Linked DNA regions of Mus musculus: region 1 is linked to region 2. Evidence: chromatin contacts called from public Hi-C data. All regions are on one chromosome and are shown on one strand. Each heading gives the region's core, a stretch centred on a gene start, on an enhancer-like site or on the middle of the called end of the contact. The rest is flanking DNA. Distances are from core to core; before and after follow the strand shown.

Region 1 (5,342 bases), core at 2,016-4,515, 400 kb after region 2:
TAGGACCTGACTCTGAGGTTCAGGATCCCTCATGTTTGTATTCATTGTCACATTTATGAGATAGCACCAGCAGGGCACAGATTAATTTGACAACATTGATACTAATCACTGAGAAAAGCTTTTTAACTATGCAGAAGTTTAAAGAAGCTGAGAGCATGGAGATTCCTAATGATGTTAGCATTCCTGAAGTTTTGTCTTGGTAGCACTGAAGAATTTTGAGATAATAAACTTAATTACTCACTTTCCAGTTGTTTATTGTTCTCAGGATATCCCTCTGAAACCCCATAAATCTTTAATCTGTGTAATGACAGTGGTGACATAGTTTTCCCAAATGCCTTGCCTCCAATAGCTATTTTACTCCAAGGGCACCTTTTATTTCAGAGACCACAGTCAGACCTTATTTAATCTTCCCTTTCCCTGCCACATGCATGGGTTCCCAGAGAATCATGAGGGGCCACGGTGTCCCTTCCCAGTCTAAAATCCCTCCCTCACACTCACGTCTCACGCCATTTCTCCTACAGTTTCAGGACTTAGATGCACATCCCATGTACCCGTTTGTGGATCAGTGAGATGTCTAACTCAAAGGACTTTAGACCAAACATGATATAATTAAGAGAAGGGGGTGAATTGTAGTGGGGGTACTACTTAGCTCACAGAATTATATAGACGTTAGAAAGAGGTAGATAAAAGCTAAGAAAGCTCAGACAGTAGGAAGTGCTGTATTTGGAACACTATAAATTCCACAATGAGCACGATCAACCTGCTTCCAACGATCTTTTGCTGTGGAGTCTACTGTGTTTCTCTGAATAATTTCTGTTCTAGCCCCAGATGGAAGCACCTTACTGCCAAGGCGACACTCTGCGTCTGTAACCTCACTGTCTGTGTGGAGAGAAGGAGTGTATCGGATCTGGTCATGCTTATACATGCTGCCCTACTTCCTGCCAAGACCTGAATAACCAGGCTGGGAAAGGCGGTTCAATGCCAAATGGTTTAATGCCATCACAATGGCAGTCAATGGGCAGGAGCTGAACGCTTTCAGCAGAAAATTTCAGAGTGGCCAAGAAGAAAGTGAGACTCCCATACAAAAAGGATTAAATAAAGTGGGAAAAAAATGGCCGGAAACATAGACTAATCTTTGAAGGAATTTTCTATCCATAGAAGGGGTAGTAGTTTGAAAAATAATGCAGGTTTGGAAGTAAGGCTCTCTTTTGCATTGTAACAACCAAATAGAAGTCAGTGAGAGTAGAAACCAAGTTCAAGGTTGTGGTCATTGAGGAGATGAACTGATGAAGGAGTGCACAGAGATAAAATAAAGAACAATGTGTGTAGATTAAACTATAAACAGAGATTTTCCCCTTTAGCATAGGACAAAAAAGGGAAATGAATAAAACAAGAAGAAGGGGAAACAGTATTGCTTATTAAAGGAAGCCAGGACAGGGATCTTGCACCTTAATAGACTGTACAGTGATGCCCAGAGTTCAAAGAATGAAGGAGAATTTAAAAAGAAAAGACAAAGAGAGGGAGGTAGAAAGGAAAGCTGGGTGCCTGGAAAACATTAAGAACCGCTACTATAAAAAGGGATAATGAACTAGGCATGAATAAAAGATCTAGTGGAATGGAGAACCACTTCCTATCTTACTGCCTAAAAGCTGTGTAGTAACAGTCACTGACTTTGGGCTGATAGATTTTTCCATTAGGGAAACAGCATTCTCTCCACCCAGCTATCCAGACTCCAGTAACCACCTTTTTCAATGTAATCATACATATAACAGATGTAGGAGGGTTTTTAGACCCACATTCAGACAACTAAGATACACACACACACACACACACACACACACACACACACACTCATACACTCTAGTTACCATCATGAGGCACTTCTGACAGGTTGCACATGAGTACCAAGTACAGCTGTCTACTGCAGCCTTCTCTGTGGTTTCTGTGGTGTCTCGCATGCTTATTCATGGAACCAGAATTTAACCACCCATTAAGAGACTAGAACAGGCCTCAGATTCCCCTTGGCCTTCTGAGGTTTTATCCCCTTTGCTAAGACTTTTCCAGATGCATTTTGGTAATGACACTGTATCAAGCTTCAGAAATCAACAGCCTGCGCTCAATCTGCTATAGGAATCTTCCCAGAAGAAAGGGATGTTTCATCCGGCGGAGTCATTCATCCTAGCCTGGACTCTTCTGCTTCTGATCCTCCCCTGTTAAAAACATAACACACTGGAGGAAGATTGTGCTATATTTCACCAGTACTCCGTGCCGCTACCGAGGGACACTTCCATCTGTTATTTGCTCTCAGCTTTGCCTACTGATAAAACAGGAAGGACAGCTTGCTGATGGGCTCTTTGAAGCAAATGGCTCTACTCTTTCCTGCAATTAATGTTTGTAAATTATTTCTACAGTAGTCAGCAGGTATAGTACCACCATTTACAGATTACTTTCAATAAATCAAGAGCCCGCGCTCCTTCTGAGAGGACCTCCATTACAATGCGACTCGTGGCTAGTGGCCTGCTCTACCCGTGATGAAAATTGCTCTGTGTGTAATCGAATACTCTCATTAATTCTGTCAATTATCATTCCCTCGTGGGGAGATCTGAAGGTTGTGCACTGAGTTGTTGAAGTTTCCTTTTATGTGTAGTATGTGTTGTTCACAGAATCTGGTAGTTAGGGCACTTCAAAATTTCACAGTAAGTTAATAGCCCTTTGGCTGCTAGAGAGAGAGAGATGGCTCACAACAACAAAGCTGATTACAATGGAAGCAATTTGGTATTTTTCCCAGGATTACTCTGTTGTTTAGATGATAAATTGTTTTTAGAGTAGAGAAATAATTATATATTTTACAGCCTCTGCACTGTTTTAGGGAAAATTCCTTTAGACCTATAATATAAACCTCCTTTTCTAATTTGAAAAATTCTTTTACTTAAACTTTCTATTTTTATTTTATTGACTCAAAAAATTTTGGTTAAATTTGACCCTGGGTGGTGTTGCTGCTGCTGTTGTTGTTTTTAACTGATTATTTCCCTATGTTCTATAATGATCTATTTTCCAGGGAAAGAAAATGGCCATATAACTTGCATTAAGAGTGCCACTCTCAAAGTTTTAGAACAGGGATTTTAACTTTCCAAGACACATCTCTCCTTTCAAAGCAGAAGCATGGGAAAGAGAATGATGGATTCTAAAGGTGACCCAGGTAGGAAGAGGCCACTGGAAGTAGGACAAGGGACACTGGAAGACTATCCAAAGCCTAAGGTGGCAACAACCTCTTCATCGGGGTCTATTAGGTGAGAACGTGAACTCTTACCAAGAGAAAAGATGAAAGGGAGATATCAAGTGGCAGAAGTATTGCAGAGTCTCACTTAAAGCAACTCAGTGCACATTAGGGACATGAAATGCAAAACATTACAGGAGTGTGTGCAAAGGAATTAGGCATGAAGCTCCCACATGATATGAACAGGATCTTCCTCTGGACAATTTTAGGAAAGAATAAGCCATTTAGTACTGAGACCTATGACCATTAACTGCCTTTCCTAGTAGTCATGGCCTTTGCTTCTGTGTTCACAATACTATGGCAGCAACTAGAGAGCATGCTAGACATTGAACACTAAACTAGTTGCACAGGGTACCACACATGAATGTCAATGATTATTGGAGTTGTCACTTTTTAAAAGTCAGCTATCTTTCAGTGAGAGGGAAGACAACATTCTTTAGGAGAAAACCATATACTTTACTAAGAAGTAAAGGGAATAAAATACCCAGAGAGTCTTTAATTACCATTGAAGTAGTCTCTTTCCTTTTTTAACTTTCAAGTATCTCATTGTCCAGTGCCTGTGGAAGTTACCTGAGAAACATCACGATTTAAGTGGAAAACAAACTGCAAACCAGCAGACCAATCAGGAAGACACAAAGTGAAATGAGATACTGTTCTGAATGCTTTCTTAAAAAGTAAAAAATAAATAATTATCAACAAGGCAATGCAGTTGTGAAGATCAGCAAGACCAGTACAGAACGGCTTGTGAAGAATAAGAACAAATCATTTTGCTCTATTTTGTAGGCACCTTCCTTTGAACAGGTAAATGATGAATTACTACAAATTTGGCAAAGCTTTAGGGCCATTTGATTCTCAAGTCATGGAAGACAGAAGTGTTTTACAAATCCAGAGAATGGATGGAGGTGTAATGTCTAGGTTTGGGAACAAGGGCAGAAGACCTAACATGGAGTCAAAGTCTCCTATAAAACTGACTTCAGCAGGAGATAACAAGTTGCTTTCAAAATTCCCAGGAACATACATTGGGGATCTGGCTTAGTAGGAAAAGTGCTTGCCATGAAAGTATAACGGTTTATATCTTCTACAGCTATGTATAAAAGTCTAGCGGGCTCAATGATCTCAGTGCTGGGAAAGCCGAGACAGGTGGATTCCCCAGAGACCTCCAGCCAGCAAGAAAGGCCAAATCAGAGAGCTCTGGGTTCACTGAGACACTCTGTCTCAGAAAAACAACAGCAGAGAGCTAAAGATGAATACACATGGCATCACTCTTGCTTCTTTGCTTGCGTGCATACACATGCATGCACATGTACCACACATATACATATGCATATACCATACATATATAATAAATGAATAGATAAGTGAATAAGCAAGTAAACAGGATGAAGAAGCAACTGGCCGAGTAATGTCCGTGTTGTGCACCTTTGACCTCCACATATTCCCATGCTCACCTGCATATACATGAATGCATACACAAATGAAAATGAAGATGGATCTGAGAAAATACACACACAACAAAGAGGAGGGGGAGGAGGAGGAGGACGGGGAGGAGGAGGAGGAAGAAGAAGAAGAAGAAGAAGAAGAAGAAGAAGAAGAAGGAGAAGGAGAAGGAGAAGGAGAAGGAGAAGGAGAAGGAGAAGGAGAAGGAGAAGGAGAAGGAGAAGGAGAAGGAGAAGGAGAAGGAGAAGGAGAAGGAGAAGGAGAAGGAGAAGGAGAAGGAGAAGGAGAAGGAGAAGGAGAAGGAGAAGGAGAAGGAGAAGGAGAAGGAGAAGGAGAAGGAGAAGGAGAAGGAGAAGGAGAAGGAGAAGGAGAAGGAGAAGGAGAAGGAGAAGGAGAAGGAGAAGGAGAAGGAGAAGGAGAAGGAGAAGGAGAAGGAGAAGGAGAAGGAGAAGGAGAAGGAGAAGGAGAAGGAGAAGGAGAAGGAGAAGGAGAAGGAGAAGAAGAAGAAGAAGAAGAAGAAGAAGAAGAAGAAGAAGAAGAAGAAGAAGAAGAAGAAGAAGAAGAAGAAGAAGAAGAAGAAGAAGAAGAAGAAGAAGACGATGACAGGGCCTTCTTTCAGTATTTCAGT
Region 2 (4,881 bases), core at 2,146-4,645:
AGTGAAACCAAAAATCAAAGGCTGGTAACAACTTTTCTGTCTAACTAGGACTCAAGGAAGAGACTTCTCCCTAGTCTTTATTTTTACCAGGACAAGATGTGAGAGTTACTCTGGGCCCTTGACTAAGTTCCATTTTCTTCTCCTTATTTTGAACACAAATGCTAGATACAAATACAAAATTGGCTCTTTTGCCTTAAGTCTCAATATTGTTTATTTTTACTATTTTCCAAGCTTAGCAATCCTAAGTTTCAAGTATATTTTTTTGCATCACTGCAATATTCACCATAAAAGTGTGCATTATAGAGCTTGTTAGGTTTTTGTTAACTTCATACAATTGGGTGTCAACTTGGAGATGGAACTTGAATTGATAAAAGGCCTCCATCAGATTGGACTTTGGGCAAGTCCATGGAGGAGTTTTCTTAATTAGCAATTGATGAGGGAGGACCTAGCCTACTGTGGACAACACTGTCCCTAGGCAGGTAGGCCTGGGAAGTTACAAGAAAGATAGATAAACGTGGGCCTAGAGAGCAAGCTATAGAGCAGCACCCCTGCTTCATGACAGAACGCAGGATAGGAGATGTAATAAATCTTTTCCTCAATCAGGTCGTATTTGGCCATGATGTTTATCACAGCTATGGTAAGCAAACTAGGATAAGCACTATAAGACTTTTACTGGTGGGAATTTATAATGAACTAAATTTAAAAAAAAATAGAAGAGAAAACAAAGAAGATCCATGAGGCTGCAACCCTATACAAAAAAAACCCAGGTAACAGAGGAAACCTGAAGTAGAACAGGTCACCTTCAGCAAGAAACAGCAATCCAACTGGTTGTCCAGTGCTAAACAGTAAACCCAACTAACATCACATGGGCTCATCATGTTAGTCCTAAAAATATGTATGTATATAAATTACATACATGTATGCAATAGCAATTTTAAAAAGAAGCCATTAATTTCATGGACAAGGAAAGGGGTATATAATAGGATTTGGAGAGAAAATAGGGAAGTAAGAAATGTTAAAATAAATTAAAATTTCAAAAATAAGCAAACAAAATAAAAAGTATTCACAACGTTTAATGTCAATAAATATGAAACATAGAGATTTGATTTCATGATAATTTAGTCATAGTAGATACTCCAATATTGAGTTGTCATGACATGAGCCCACTGAACAATTTCAGTTCAGTGATTTATAAACATGAAGCTCTTTTTCAAGAATTATCTACATCTAGGTTATATTGAAGCTTAACTCTTGGTAAATAACATTGGTTAAAACAAATTTTGGCTGTTTCTGACTTTTACCTGCCTCAGACACCCTTTCCTTCTACTGGGCTGCCTTGTCTAGCCTCAGTCGGAGTCAGTGAGCCTCGTCTTACTGCAACCTGATATGCCAAGTCTGGTTGCTATCCATAGGAGGCCTTTTCTTCTCTGAAAATAAATAGATGTTGGGGGCATGGGGCGGGGGCGGGGGGGAGATAGGGAGTACTAGAAGAGAGAAGTGAGGGAAAACTGTGGTCAGGACGCAAAATTAGTTAATTTAAAACATATTGGGCTCAGCTGGTTGTGGTGGCACACACCTTTAATCTCAGCACTGGGGAACAGAGGCAGGCAGATCTTCCTGGAGAGTTCTAGGACATCTGGGGCTATGGAAACAAACCCTGTCTCAAAAGAAAAAGAGAGGGTGTCCAGTCTTGGAGTTTTTCATCTTCTTTCAATAATCCATGGTCAATAGAGTTTACTGGACTCATCTGGTTTACCTTGAAACTTTGACAGTCTAATGTTCTTCCCTGTCTCTAGTTAAGTTCTCATGGCTGCAGGATGGGTAGATTTGATGTGACTCTTTCCTAATCCTTTCTCATGGAGCTACTTTCTCAAATACTGGTGGGGAAAATCCAGGAACTCCAGAATCTCGACTTTTTCTCAGTGCTTGCAGTCCCCTAACACCTACCTAACAAACTCAGAGATCCAACTCGTCCTTAGCAAGATCAGCATGGAGACATGGTCACTCAGTCTGGATAGCAGCCTACAATCTGCAGTTTCTTAAGACTGCCTCTGCATTCCCAGCAACCAACAGAGCCAATGGCTTGAGCTATGGTTAATCATGATTATCAAGTGATAAGATTCAGAATTATTTTGGAAGCAAAGCACTGGGCGTAGCGGTGCTGGGTTTTCTAGATTAGGATGAGGAGGGAAGGGAGGATCTACATGAAGTGTGTGGGGAGCACCATTGCATGGAATGAACTACTGTTCTAAATAAAAAGGAGAAAGAGTTGAGAATCTACCTTCATCACAGAATCTCTGGTAGTGACCATAATGTGAGCAACTAACCACACTCTTTGGCCTCCCTTATGCAACTGTGCTCTTGAACTGTGAACCAGCATAACTCTTCCTTTCTTAACCTGCTCTTGTCACATATTAACAGTAATTACAGAAGTAGCTGATATAGCAAGCAATGCTTGAACTTCCAAGTTCAATCCCTAACACCCCTTGAAAAGGAGCCCCAAGAGTGTGATGTTCACAAACAGCTTTTCCTTTAGCCACAGTCTCTACGGAAACACACAGTTCTATTACATCTTTCTTCCCACCAATTCTATGACCAGTGTGTGCATCTCAGATGCATATCTTAGACTGTTTAGGACGGAAAAACGGGTGGTGGAACACAGCAGCGTTTGCCCCAGTCTTCCCCACTTTCCCGATGTGCTCTCCCACATTTTATTCCTCTGTTCTTCTATTAGACAACATGCCAATGAGCAGGATTCTAGGACTACGACAGAAGCCTTAACTTTTTGGAAACCTCCTCCCCACCCCCACCACATCCCTGCAAAGTACTTGGCTTGGGTAAAACAAAGAAAGTCAGTTTCCAGCAACATTTGGATGTTTGTGTTAGCCAGCCTTACAAGAATCTAGGACATTTTTGCTTTCACCCGTGAAGGCTGAGGTTCAGAGACTGACAAAAAAGCTTTGTGTTTTTCTTTATCTATCATAACCTATAAAGTTCCCAAGACTTTATGTAAGACAATTTGTAGCCCTTGGCATCTTAGCATTTTTACAGTGTAGAAAGGCAGTGCTCTGTGTGGCTGGCAGGACAATAGGTTCTGAAGCTCAGCAGGCATGCCGATGTATAATAATGTCAAAGGACCAAACAGCCATAGCTTCTAACCCTTTGTGTTTACAGTGATGATTTCAGGCAGTTGCGGTACTCGAGTTTTCAATCTCTCTTTTAAAAGTTCACTCTTGAAGTTTGATTCCCAAGGGAGAAAATACACTTCGTACATCTCATAGAGGGGCAGCATCAGTTTTTTTTTTTTTTTTCACTTCCTTCTCCTTGTTTGTCTTAGCTGCTGCACACTCAGAACTGCCTGAGAGCCTTGGGAGCTTTAGGGAGGTTAACTATTGGGTTTCATCTCTGCCTCACAGAAAGCATCTGAAAATAATCAAGATACAGAGAGAAGCTTGGAATGGGGGCGGGAAAGCCTTCAGGATTTGATTTAGAGGAACTTCCACTGTGAGCCACATTTCTTTGTTTACATGCATTCCTGCTCAGAAGGCCAACTTCCTGTCGTAAAGCTGCGTACAGAATTCGAGTATTCAGAAAACAACATGGCTCAATCCATCAGAACTCTGGAAGGGGACTTCGAATAACGAATAACTATTACTCTCAAAGGGCATGTTATAAAACCCAGCACCTCATCCGCGATTCTCGCCATTCATGTGCTTTCAGAGACATGAGTCTCTGCTGCTTCCACAGAACAGGAAATCAGAGCTTCTTACTCACAGAGAAAATGGCTAGTATAGACTTTGCCTGGAGACACAAAGGGGTATAGTAGAAATTCAGAAAAGAAACAGGAACTTTCTTAATGTGATAAAACCAAGAGAAGACACTATGAATGTAGTTCAGCCCCTGGAGTGCAGTGACCAATCACTCAGAATGTAGATGGCCCCTCCCCCCCCCCTAGTTCACTGCTCTTCTGTCAATTATCTTCTATTGATTAGGAATTCCACATCACTCACTTCCTTTTGAAAGTATTGCTCAGATTTTTCGGACTTAGCCCACATTCATAATTCCTCCACAAATATCAGTTAGTCTTCTGTGGCAATACCCGTTTTCATGACATACTCTAAAGATGCTGCTGTAGCCTCCATTTCTAGCTCTCTGCTCCTCACAGTGTACCTCACAGCATTCAGCTTCAAGTTTCCAGGTCTATGTAACTAAACTAAGCTTAAAGAAAGACAAAACTACCACTCAGAGGTCCCTCTTTGCAAGGTCACCGCCATTGTTATTAAGTCAAAATCAGGGGCAGTTTCAGCATCCCCTTATTCTCTGTCTGTTGTCAGTGGGCCCCTCATATCACCTCACCCTTCTTGAAAGCCTGATTTGGTGGCCATTACTGAGCCTGTGGAGTTATCTTCAGGGTCACTTCTTTCTCCATCTGGGATTAAATCTTGATGCTTTGCAGTATACCATTACCAAATGTACCTCTTTCCACATGCTCTCGTTGTTTGTTATAGCCTTGGCTGCACAAGAAATACTGATGAATCCCCAAACGACATTTCTATGTTTCTTGTTCATGTTTTGTATTAATTCAGGGACCCAGTCCTACCCATCCTAAGTATAATTCATATAATCCACTAGTCTTATGATTTATCACTGTTGCTAATCTTAAGAACAACATGCTAAGAATGTAGATCGCCCTATATGTAAGTCTTGGTTCTGCCTTCTCTTGCCTGCACAATCAGGGGAGAGTTAGTTAAATCCCTCTGCAGTTCACCTTTCTCCTTACCAAACTGAGTCTGGAAAGAGTAACTTATATGAAATAGAGATTTCATTGTTTTGACTACCATGGTTCCATTGGCCATCTTATAACTCTTAATAAATGGAATT

What was found. Hi-C and Micro-C count contacts between places; a contact is called where the count stands out from the background.
Region 1: a Hi-C map of nephron progenitors shows a contact between it and region 2, with 2.2 times the contacts expected there. The contact joins two enhancer-like sites. A contact is called at or near these places in 2 of 484 Hi-C or Micro-C datasets (cranial neural crest and nephron progenitors).

What each region holds. Positions count from the first base shown.
Region 1 is chr3:50,305,611-50,310,952 of GRCm38.p6, forward strand. No RefSeq gene overlaps it. Among named protein-coding and RNA genes, the nearest start is that of Slc7a11, 140 kb to the right of the region's middle. Within about 2 kb of position 3,266, at least 17 of the 459 cell types and tissues checked have an H3K27ac peak or open chromatin away from gene starts, as enhancers often do.
Region 2 is chr3:49,905,681-49,910,561 of GRCm38.p6, forward strand. No RefSeq gene overlaps it. Among named protein-coding and RNA genes, the nearest start is that of Gm40042, 120 kb to the right of the region's middle. Within about 2 kb of position 3,396, at least 60 of the 459 cell types and tissues checked have an H3K27ac peak or open chromatin away from gene starts, as enhancers often do.